Linked DNA regions of Mus musculus: regions 1 and 2 are each linked to region 3. A link is a contact called in public Hi-C data. All regions are on one chromosome and are shown on one strand. Each heading gives the region's core, a stretch centred on a gene start, on an enhancer-like site or on the middle of the called end of the contact. The rest is flanking DNA. Distances are from core to core; before and after follow the strand shown.

The links. Hi-C and Micro-C count contacts between places; a contact is called where the count stands out from the background.
Region 1: a Hi-C map of cerebral cortex shows a contact between it and region 3, with 3 times the contacts expected there. The contact joins the enhancer-like site here to the promoter of Nrxn1 in region 3. A contact is called at or near these places in 1 of 39 promoter capture datasets (liver), 11 of 484 Hi-C or Micro-C datasets (the AML12 cell line, cerebellum, cerebral cortex and 6 more), 1 of 115 datasets of contacts at active chromatin or transcription factors (forebrain) and 2 of 9 other capture datasets (adipose tissue and pancreatic islet).
Region 2: a Hi-C map of cerebellum shows a contact between it and region 3, with 2.1 times the contacts expected there. The contact joins the enhancer-like site here to the promoter of Nrxn1 in region 3. A contact is called at or near these places in 1 of 39 promoter capture datasets (hippocampal neurons), 5 of 484 Hi-C or Micro-C datasets (brain, cerebellar granule neurons, cerebellum and 1 more), 1 of 115 datasets of contacts at active chromatin or transcription factors (bone marrow-derived dendritic cells) and 1 of 9 other capture datasets (pancreatic islet).

What each region holds. Positions count from the first base shown.
Region 1 is chr17:90,961,820-90,964,519 of GRCm38.p6, forward strand. All of the region lies in intron 5 of Nrxn1 (neurexin I), which reads right to left. Among named protein-coding and RNA genes, the nearest start is that of 9330159H11Rik, 82 kb to the right of the region's middle. Within about 2 kb of position 1,307, at least 12 of the 459 cell types and tissues checked have an H3K27ac peak or open chromatin away from gene starts, as enhancers often do. A contact at or near this core is called in cerebral cortex, where this site is marked.
Region 2 is chr17:90,912,235-90,914,934 of GRCm38.p6, forward strand. All of the region lies in intron 5 of Nrxn1 (neurexin I), which reads right to left. Among named protein-coding and RNA genes, the nearest start is that of 4930480K15Rik, 52 kb to the left of the region's middle. Within about 2 kb of position 1,352, at least 5 of the 459 cell types and tissues checked have an H3K27ac peak or open chromatin away from gene starts, as enhancers often do. A contact at or near this core is called in cerebellar granule neurons and cerebellum, where this site is marked.
Region 3 is chr17:91,091,394-91,094,093 of GRCm38.p6, forward strand. Nrxn1 (neurexin I) reads right to left here and starts at 1,409. Exons shown (of 23, transcript NM_020252.3): 1 at 1,206-1,409.

The DNA.
Region 1 (2,700 bases), core at 57-2,556, 130 kb before region 3:
TAGACTGTGTAAAAAGGTGACATTTGAACAGCAATGAAAATGAAGTAGGGAAGTGTACACTAAGAATATCTTGAGAAAAAAATAGGCACAGGGAATAGCAAGTGAAAAGGTCCTAGTGCACAACATGACATTGGGATGCTGTAGTTTGACAATAAAAGCTTAAATATCAAAAACAATTTTAGATAGAAGTTGTGATCTTTCTTACATTAAAAGGTCATTACTTAGCTACTGGCAATCCAGCAAGCAATACCACCTAGGGTAAGTAGTGGTAAATTCTTTACATCAAGTATGGCAGATCATTAATCACTCCTACCATAAGACATTTCTCTTACTGACAAAATAATACAAATTAGTACAAGATTCACTTGATTTTATTACAGGGAAAGTCATAATTATCATTACCCAGATACAGAGTCACTTAGTCATTCTGGAACTTACCAAGGACACTAGTTTAGTAACTGCAATTGTCCAATATTTCAAACATATCTTTTAGGGTCTTAAGATAGGATGATGAGGGCCCAGGCTATCCCTTAGTTCACTATAGAGCCAAGGTTGGCTCTAAACATGTGATACTCTTGCCTCTTCCTCTAGTGTTAGATTTACAACACCCTGCTTGTCTTTACAAAACTATCTCAACATGTAATTCTTAAACCACTGAGAACACATGAACACCAAAGCTCTGTTTAGCCAGGAATCACATCATAAATCACTTATGATTGTTCTACTTGTAAAAATACATGGATATTACATAAACATGTCTTAGTGTAAAACATGCATGTGTAGTCACATTACAGACCACACCAGCCAGAAATGTGGGTCATCTGCAGCATGTCATTGATTTAGTGTTTCTTTCAACAACTCAATACTCAGATGTAGGAAAGGAAATTAGGTGACAGGTCCACAATATTATTAGTAGGTACAGGATCCACTGGGATCATATTCTGAGAAAACTCTACAGAGGGTAGAGTCACAGAGGGGCAGGAATGAAGGGGAAACTTAGCTCTTTGGAAAGTTAGTTGTGTCAAATGATGTTTTGCTGGGGCAGAGTTGAAATGAGATCTTACTAAAGCAAACACGTGAAAGACGGTTTTCCTGAAGCAGACAAAGTTGAAAGGATGTTTGGATATAGCACACACGTGAAAAGATTCTTGATGCTCAGTCCTCTGTGCAACTTCCCTGCCAGAGGGCAGCTTGGCTCCAAGGAGTGCTCTGGCCCCAGGACACAGGCAGGTCCACACAGGAGAGCACAGGCCTCATAAGTGACAGAGCTCCTGGAACAGGGCCCTACGGAGCTACATCTACAGACAGGAGGTGGGGCTGATTCTCAGTCCTCTGTGTACTCCCTTGCCAAAGGAGAGCTTGTCTCCAGGGAGTGCTCTGGCCCCAGGACTGAGGTGGGAGTGCCATTCTCTCTCAAGTATGTCTCTAAGGTTAGACTCCTCAGGAGATCACAAACTGCAGAAGCAGCAGAACAGCTGGGACAGGGTCCTAGGGGCCTACATCTGCAACCAGGAGGTGGTGCTGTTCCACAACTCTATCCACTGGACTTGCCAGGAGAGAGCTGGTCTTCCAGGAGTGCTGGCACAGGCTTACAGACTCAGGAGGAAAAATCTCCAGTCTGAGACGGCAAGAACATCTAACACCAGAGATTACCAGATGGCAAAAGGCAAACACAAGAATCTTACCAACAGAAACCAAGACTACTTGACATCATCAGAATCCAGTACTCCCACAACTGTAAGCCCTGATGCCCCAACACACCAGAAAAGCAAGATTCAGATTTAAAATCATATATCATGATGCTGTTAGAGGATTTTAAGAAGGACATTAATAACTCACTTAAAGAAATATAGGAGCTAACACAGCTAAACAGGTATAAGCCCTTAAAGAGGAAACACAAATATCACTTAAAGAATTATAGGAAAACACAACCAAACAGGTGAAGGAATTGAACAAAACCATCCAGAATCTAAAAATGGAAGTAGAAACAATAAAGAAACCACAAAGGGTAACAACTCTGGAGATAGAAATCCTAGGAAAGAAATCAGGAGCCACAGATGCGAGCTTTACCAACACCACACAAGAGATGGAAGAGAAAATCTCAGGTGCAGAAGACTCCATAGAAAACATGGAAAAAATCAATCAAAGAAAATGCAAAATGCAAAAAGATCCTAACTCAAAACATCCAGGAAATTCAGGACACAATGAGAAGACCAAACGTAAGGATGATAGGTATAGATGAGAATGAAGATTTTCAAATTACAGGGCCAGTAAATATCTTCAACAAAATTATAGAAGAAAACTACCCTAAACTAAAGAAAGACATGCCCATGAACATACATGAAGACTACAGAATTCCAGATAGACTCCAATAAAAAAAGAAATTCCAACTGTCACATAATAATCAAAATATCAAATCCACTAAACAAAGATAGAATACTAAAAGCGGTAGGGGAAAAAGGTCAAGTAACATATAAAGGCAGGCCAATTAGAATTACACCAGACTTCTAACCAGAGACGACAAAATACAGTAGATCCTAGACAGATGTCATACAGATCCTAGGAGAATACAAATGACAGCCTAGGCTATTATACCTAGGAAAACTCCCAATTACATAGTTGGAGAGACCAAAGTATTCCAAGACAAAACCAAATTTTCACAATATCTTTCCATGAATCCAGCCTTTCAAAGGATGATAA
Region 2 (2,700 bases), core at 102-2,601, 180 kb before region 3:
TGCTTTAGAAATGTGATTGCTGGGAAATTTCAGCAGCTTCCTGTCCCAAAACGCCTATCACTGTTTGCATGGACACTTCTTTTTTAATGATGTTACTTTGTCCTCACTGTCTAAATTCTTGGGTTTAGAAGTGGAAGGAAATGAAGCAACTGCTCTCCAATTGATTCACTTGATAAAACTAAAGGGAAATAGGAAGATTGTCCTCCAGTGTAGAAATGCATGCTGTCCAAGAGCAAGAGACATGTGACCACATGGAGAGATAGGGCATCCATTCTCCTATGTCTTAGGAACAACACAGGAGGAGACATTTATTTTTAGAAACTGCTGTACAGAGGAGATCTAGGACTGCTGTCATGGTAGGATTCTTGGTGGCTCAAGCTGCCAAGATGAAGAAATGAGGGCCAGGGCTGTGATATAGGACATTCTATAACAAAGACAAAATCAAGGCTGACCTGGAAAATTCAGTTAAACTCTGTCATTTTTTTCTCCCTGAAATTCTTGAAATCCTATGATCATCTCATTTTTTTTGTGTGTCATATGAGACATTTAGGTAAAAAGTAAACAAGTTTCTTAAATGTTTGGAGAGTATACTTTCTATTTTCTGTTTTTCTTAATCTCTGTAACTGAAGTACATGTCACACTGCAATGAACTGTCTCCAAATTACTCCATGCTCGCATCCATTTGATGGACACACTAATAACCGTGTTTGTACCTTGAGACTCATGCCAAGTCTTTTATAACAACAGGAAACACACCTGACTCAGGGTGCCCTAATAGACTTTTAGGGTATTTTTCAGGTGAACTTGGTTTGTTACTTAATGTAAAGTAAAAATAATTTTCAAAAAAGGAAACTTCATCAGTATGCAAATAACCCCCTAAAACAACAACAAAAACAAAACAAAAAACCCACAAAAGATGGAGAGATAAACCGAATGTGTTTACATCATGCTCATCTGACTCATTTGGCTGGCTTAGGGTCCTTGTAGAGATTTTTGAATTCTTTGACATACATCTATGCTGGTATAATCCAGTTTTATTTTTCTGATAGTAACCTAAATTATTTTTCTAATTAGGGAGACACTAACACATTACTAATTGCAACTTCATTATTATTGGCAACAATAGTAGAAAACACTTTAGACATTTATTTTTTGTTGTAGAAAACTGAAGGGAAGGCTGGTCTGAAAAGCAAGAGACCCAGGTGGAAAGAGACCCAGGTGGAAAGGCAGATGGTTGTAGCCAGAAGGAGGGACACTGAGCCAAGTTCATGGTACCTCCGGGATACAGAGATGGAAAGTATATGGAATGTTGGCCAGAAGAGACAACTGCCCCAGAGGGGTCTGATTGTGTAAAAGGAATTAGCTCTTCTCACACTACCTCTACTGTCTGATAGCTGGGATGCCTCAGAAACAAGCCCTAGACGCCAAAGCACTAAGAACACATCAGCTCTGCTCTACTAGATAATGAAGGCAAGAAACCAGTAACTGTAAGCAAGAACAGAAACTATTCCTTTTATCTTACCACTTGGACTTTGAAAAAGAATAGATAACCTTAATGTTATAGAATACAAAACATAATTCTCACAATTAAAATATGTTTGCCAGGTTGTTGAGATGGCTAGTACCAGGCCATGTTGTTACCAATGTCTTTATACTACAAACAAACAAACAAACAAACAAAACAAGAGCAAACCCAAAACCATTTAGACTGTAATCATAACTTAATTTCATCAATAACATCAAATCAATTTATATTAAGGAAAGAAACAAGTTACGATAAGAATCTAAACTCACATGGAACAAAACAATTCCACAGCATGACACCACTGAGAAATTTTTCAATGAACACATACATGAATATCATCAAACAGTTGCACAGAGAGAGAATCTTTGACATAGCGTTCTTAAATGGCTCACTCTATTTGTTGAGGTGGAAGAGGCCAAGGTCACTTAATTATTTCTGCATCTCTGCCACGGATTTCATTTATGTGCTGTTTTCCTTCTAAATTTAAAGTGAAATATGGATTATAGGAAAGATAATATGAAAAGTTGCATGCCAAATGCCACAATAAGTAATCTGCCACTATTCCTAATGTAGTTTCTTTTAAAAGAAAACCAGAGAAAAATGAGAATGCAAGGTGCATTTGTATTGTTTTTATGATTCAGGACTCAGGACTCACAGGAAAGATCTTTACACCTAAACAGAGTTTAACAGTTTCCTATTTCCTATAGCTAAGCATATCACTAGTGAGAAATTGCTCAAAGTAGTTAGTTCTTCATAGATATTGTCACAGACACAGGTTTTCCCATCTGTACTTGTCAGTGTAGTTTTCTTTAATAAGTATGCCAGTTATAGCAAGTTTAAATAGCAATGTGAGAAATATTCTTTTAATTAAGAGTACAGCAACTGCTTGCCAAAAACCTACTAATTTTGTATCATACATTTTATAGACTTCTCTTAATTTCTATCTAATTTTTCTCAGACTGAAGCCTCCCCACCCCACCACATGACGTTTTAATGAAATAGTTCCATTGAGTGTAATTTTCTTACTTTAAATGCTAGCATTGTTTTGGATCTGAAATGCCAAAGTCCTCATTGGCCAAATCAGGATACTCATATCACTTCCATTTTTAAGAAATCCTGTGATGTCTTAAACCACAGGTACAGCAGTAGGTATTTTATATACTCAGAGACCTTGA
Region 3 (2,700 bases), core at 159-2,658:
TGTGACTGTGTGTGTGTGTGTGTGTGTGTGTGTGTGTGTGTGTGTGTGTGTGTGTGTATGTGTAGAGAGGGGGAAGGGATAAAGACAGGCTACCTAGATGACTATTGGAGATTATTATTGTATTAATTTTACATATATCACATTACCTTTTTGCCTACTCTCTTGTGCCCTCCTCCTCTAATGCACATCTTTACCATTTTGTAAAGGATAGAGGTAAGGTGGAGAAAACTAATAAGAATATATATATATATATATATATATATATATATATATATATATTCTTATCACAAGGGAGGTCAACTGGTTCTCCCAGTTCCTAGAGGAAGCTCATTGTGTGAGAGACAGTATCTATATCTATATGGAGAAAATGGATTCTCCCTAGGTGCCCAGAAAGACCTGGTAAGTTCGCAAATTAGAAGATGAAATAAAGGGATCTGAAAAACAACCATACTGCAGCCAAAACAAGAAGCGCTCTAATTCAAAAGCTGCCTGGCAGCCTCATTAATCTTTTCTACTGTTTCTAGAACAAAATTCATTCCCAAGTCACTGGACAGATCAATACTGTATGCTGATTAGCTGCAGTTGCCTTTATTTTACCATGTCTTCAGTCACACACACACACACACACACACACACACACACACCTTACTAAGAAACCTTTCAATATATATCTCCATAAAGACTCTGAAATCTATGTTTTTTTTTAATATACAAGTTTTATCTTTTTGGCTGTGGCTTTTGCAAAGTATCTCAATACCAATGCACACCCAAAATTCTCCCTGGCTTTCCCGCCCAGTCTCTAAGCACCATCTCTAACACCAGTGCAGTTTCTTGAAGCCTGAAGTCTACTGCACAAATTAAGGGTGGGCACAGTCAGGTCTGCTCATGAAGGAAGAGAAAGGAAGAGATGTAGATATATTTTATTGTTTTGTTTTCTAACTGCCTTTCCCTTTTCTTTCTTTGGATGATAAATCACTGCATTCAGCCTTTAAGTTACTACCTAGTTCCACCATCTCATCTTGCCATTTGAAAGGCTACATGCAAAACAACCAAAATCTCCACTCCTCCACCCTCCCACCACCCATCCTTCCCTCTGTAATTGTGGCAGATCCTGGCCCAGTTACAACAGGGAAAGATATCCTTCTCCAGCTTGCCTCGCCCCATCTCCCCTCCCCCTCCCCCGCGCCCAAATTGAGCTCCTTTACCTGCCTGGTTATTCCCCTTAGCTCGAGCCAGAACCTGAAGCATGCATCGGTAAAAGCGAATTTCCTGAGGTCTAAGGATAAGGCGACTGCTGCTGCCTTTTTCCGAGGCGTCAGGCTTGAGCGTCTATCTCCAAGAGTGAGGAAGGGAAGAACATGGAACAGAGAGGAGCAGCAGGGGGAGCAGGAGGAGGAGAGGGAAAAAGGGAAGGAAGAGGCGGTGGTGAAGCCCGAGAAGGCTGGGTTACGTGACGCCGGGTGCTGTCCTTCTGAAAGAGAAGGGCGGAGCTGAGCTCTCCGCAGTACCATGGAGAGCGGCCGGCCCGTGCTCTGGCTGGGGAAAGGGTGGCCTCAGCTGGCAGCTGCAGCCCCTTCCAAGTTCAGATGCTGAGAACAAGGTGTCTCTACCTTGGCATCTTCCCCTTGCAGGGGGAATCTTAGGGCGGAGACTTGCCACAAGCACTTCTAACTAGTCATTCGCCACCCCACCCCCCCATTCCGAGAGAGAGAGAGAGAGAGAGAGAGAGAGAGAGAGAGAGAGAGAGAGAGAGAGAGAGAGAGAGAGAGCCTACTGAGCATGCCCAAGCCCCTGTTATAGACCCACGAAAATCTTGTGGAGATTCCACTTCTCCGGGATTTAGCCGTGATTGGGCGGGGGTACCTGAGAAGATGCCAGAAAAGGACCCCGCAGCTAAAGGGAAGGAGCTGAAGCCGAGGGAATGGTGACTAAGAGGAGCTCTGGTTGTGTGTGTGCACCTGGATCTCCTGTTCTGAATCTTTGCAAAGCTAGAGGCTCTTTGAAGAATGCAGGGGCAGGCAGGACTCAACACCTGCACTGGCTTCCTACAATACTCAGTGTTCCTGCCCCACCCCTTGCTATAGCCCTGCCTGAGCCATCTGCCTACACTGTGATAAAAGACTTTAAGAGCAACCCACCAGGCTATTGCATCAAACTGGAGACCAGACTCATGCGTCTCCCAAGGTGCTTTCCTGACAGTTTATGGGTCCTCCAGCTTTCCATTCTCTGCCTCCGCTGAGGGCATCCTGAGCTGAACCAAGTTCTCTATCTATTAAACTCTTCCCCCGCCCCTGCGCCCCTATCTCTTCCTTCCTTTAGCCTCCGGTAAAACCTGGAAAAAAGTGTAGAGTGGTGTGAGTCTCTGTTACTGTGTAATCAGGCATGCTCAGTAGGCATTTCTGTGCCTGGTGAGAAAAGAGTTAACTCTAAGAGAGCTTGCAGACAAAGTGGATAGAAGTCTGGAATCTGTGGCTTTAAATTACGCATTGAGTCCTTTGGACATTTACATTTCTATCCCCGTTATATTTCCACCACAGATTTGTTTTAGAGTAGAAATACCAGATATTTTTATTTCGGTATCATAGACTTGATAGCCTCAGCCTCAAATGCTGAGGTAAGACTATTTTCTGCCTTCAGACTCTTTAAAGCAAGAATGTAAGAGCTAGGCAAATTCAGGAGAATTGAGATTTCCACATACAA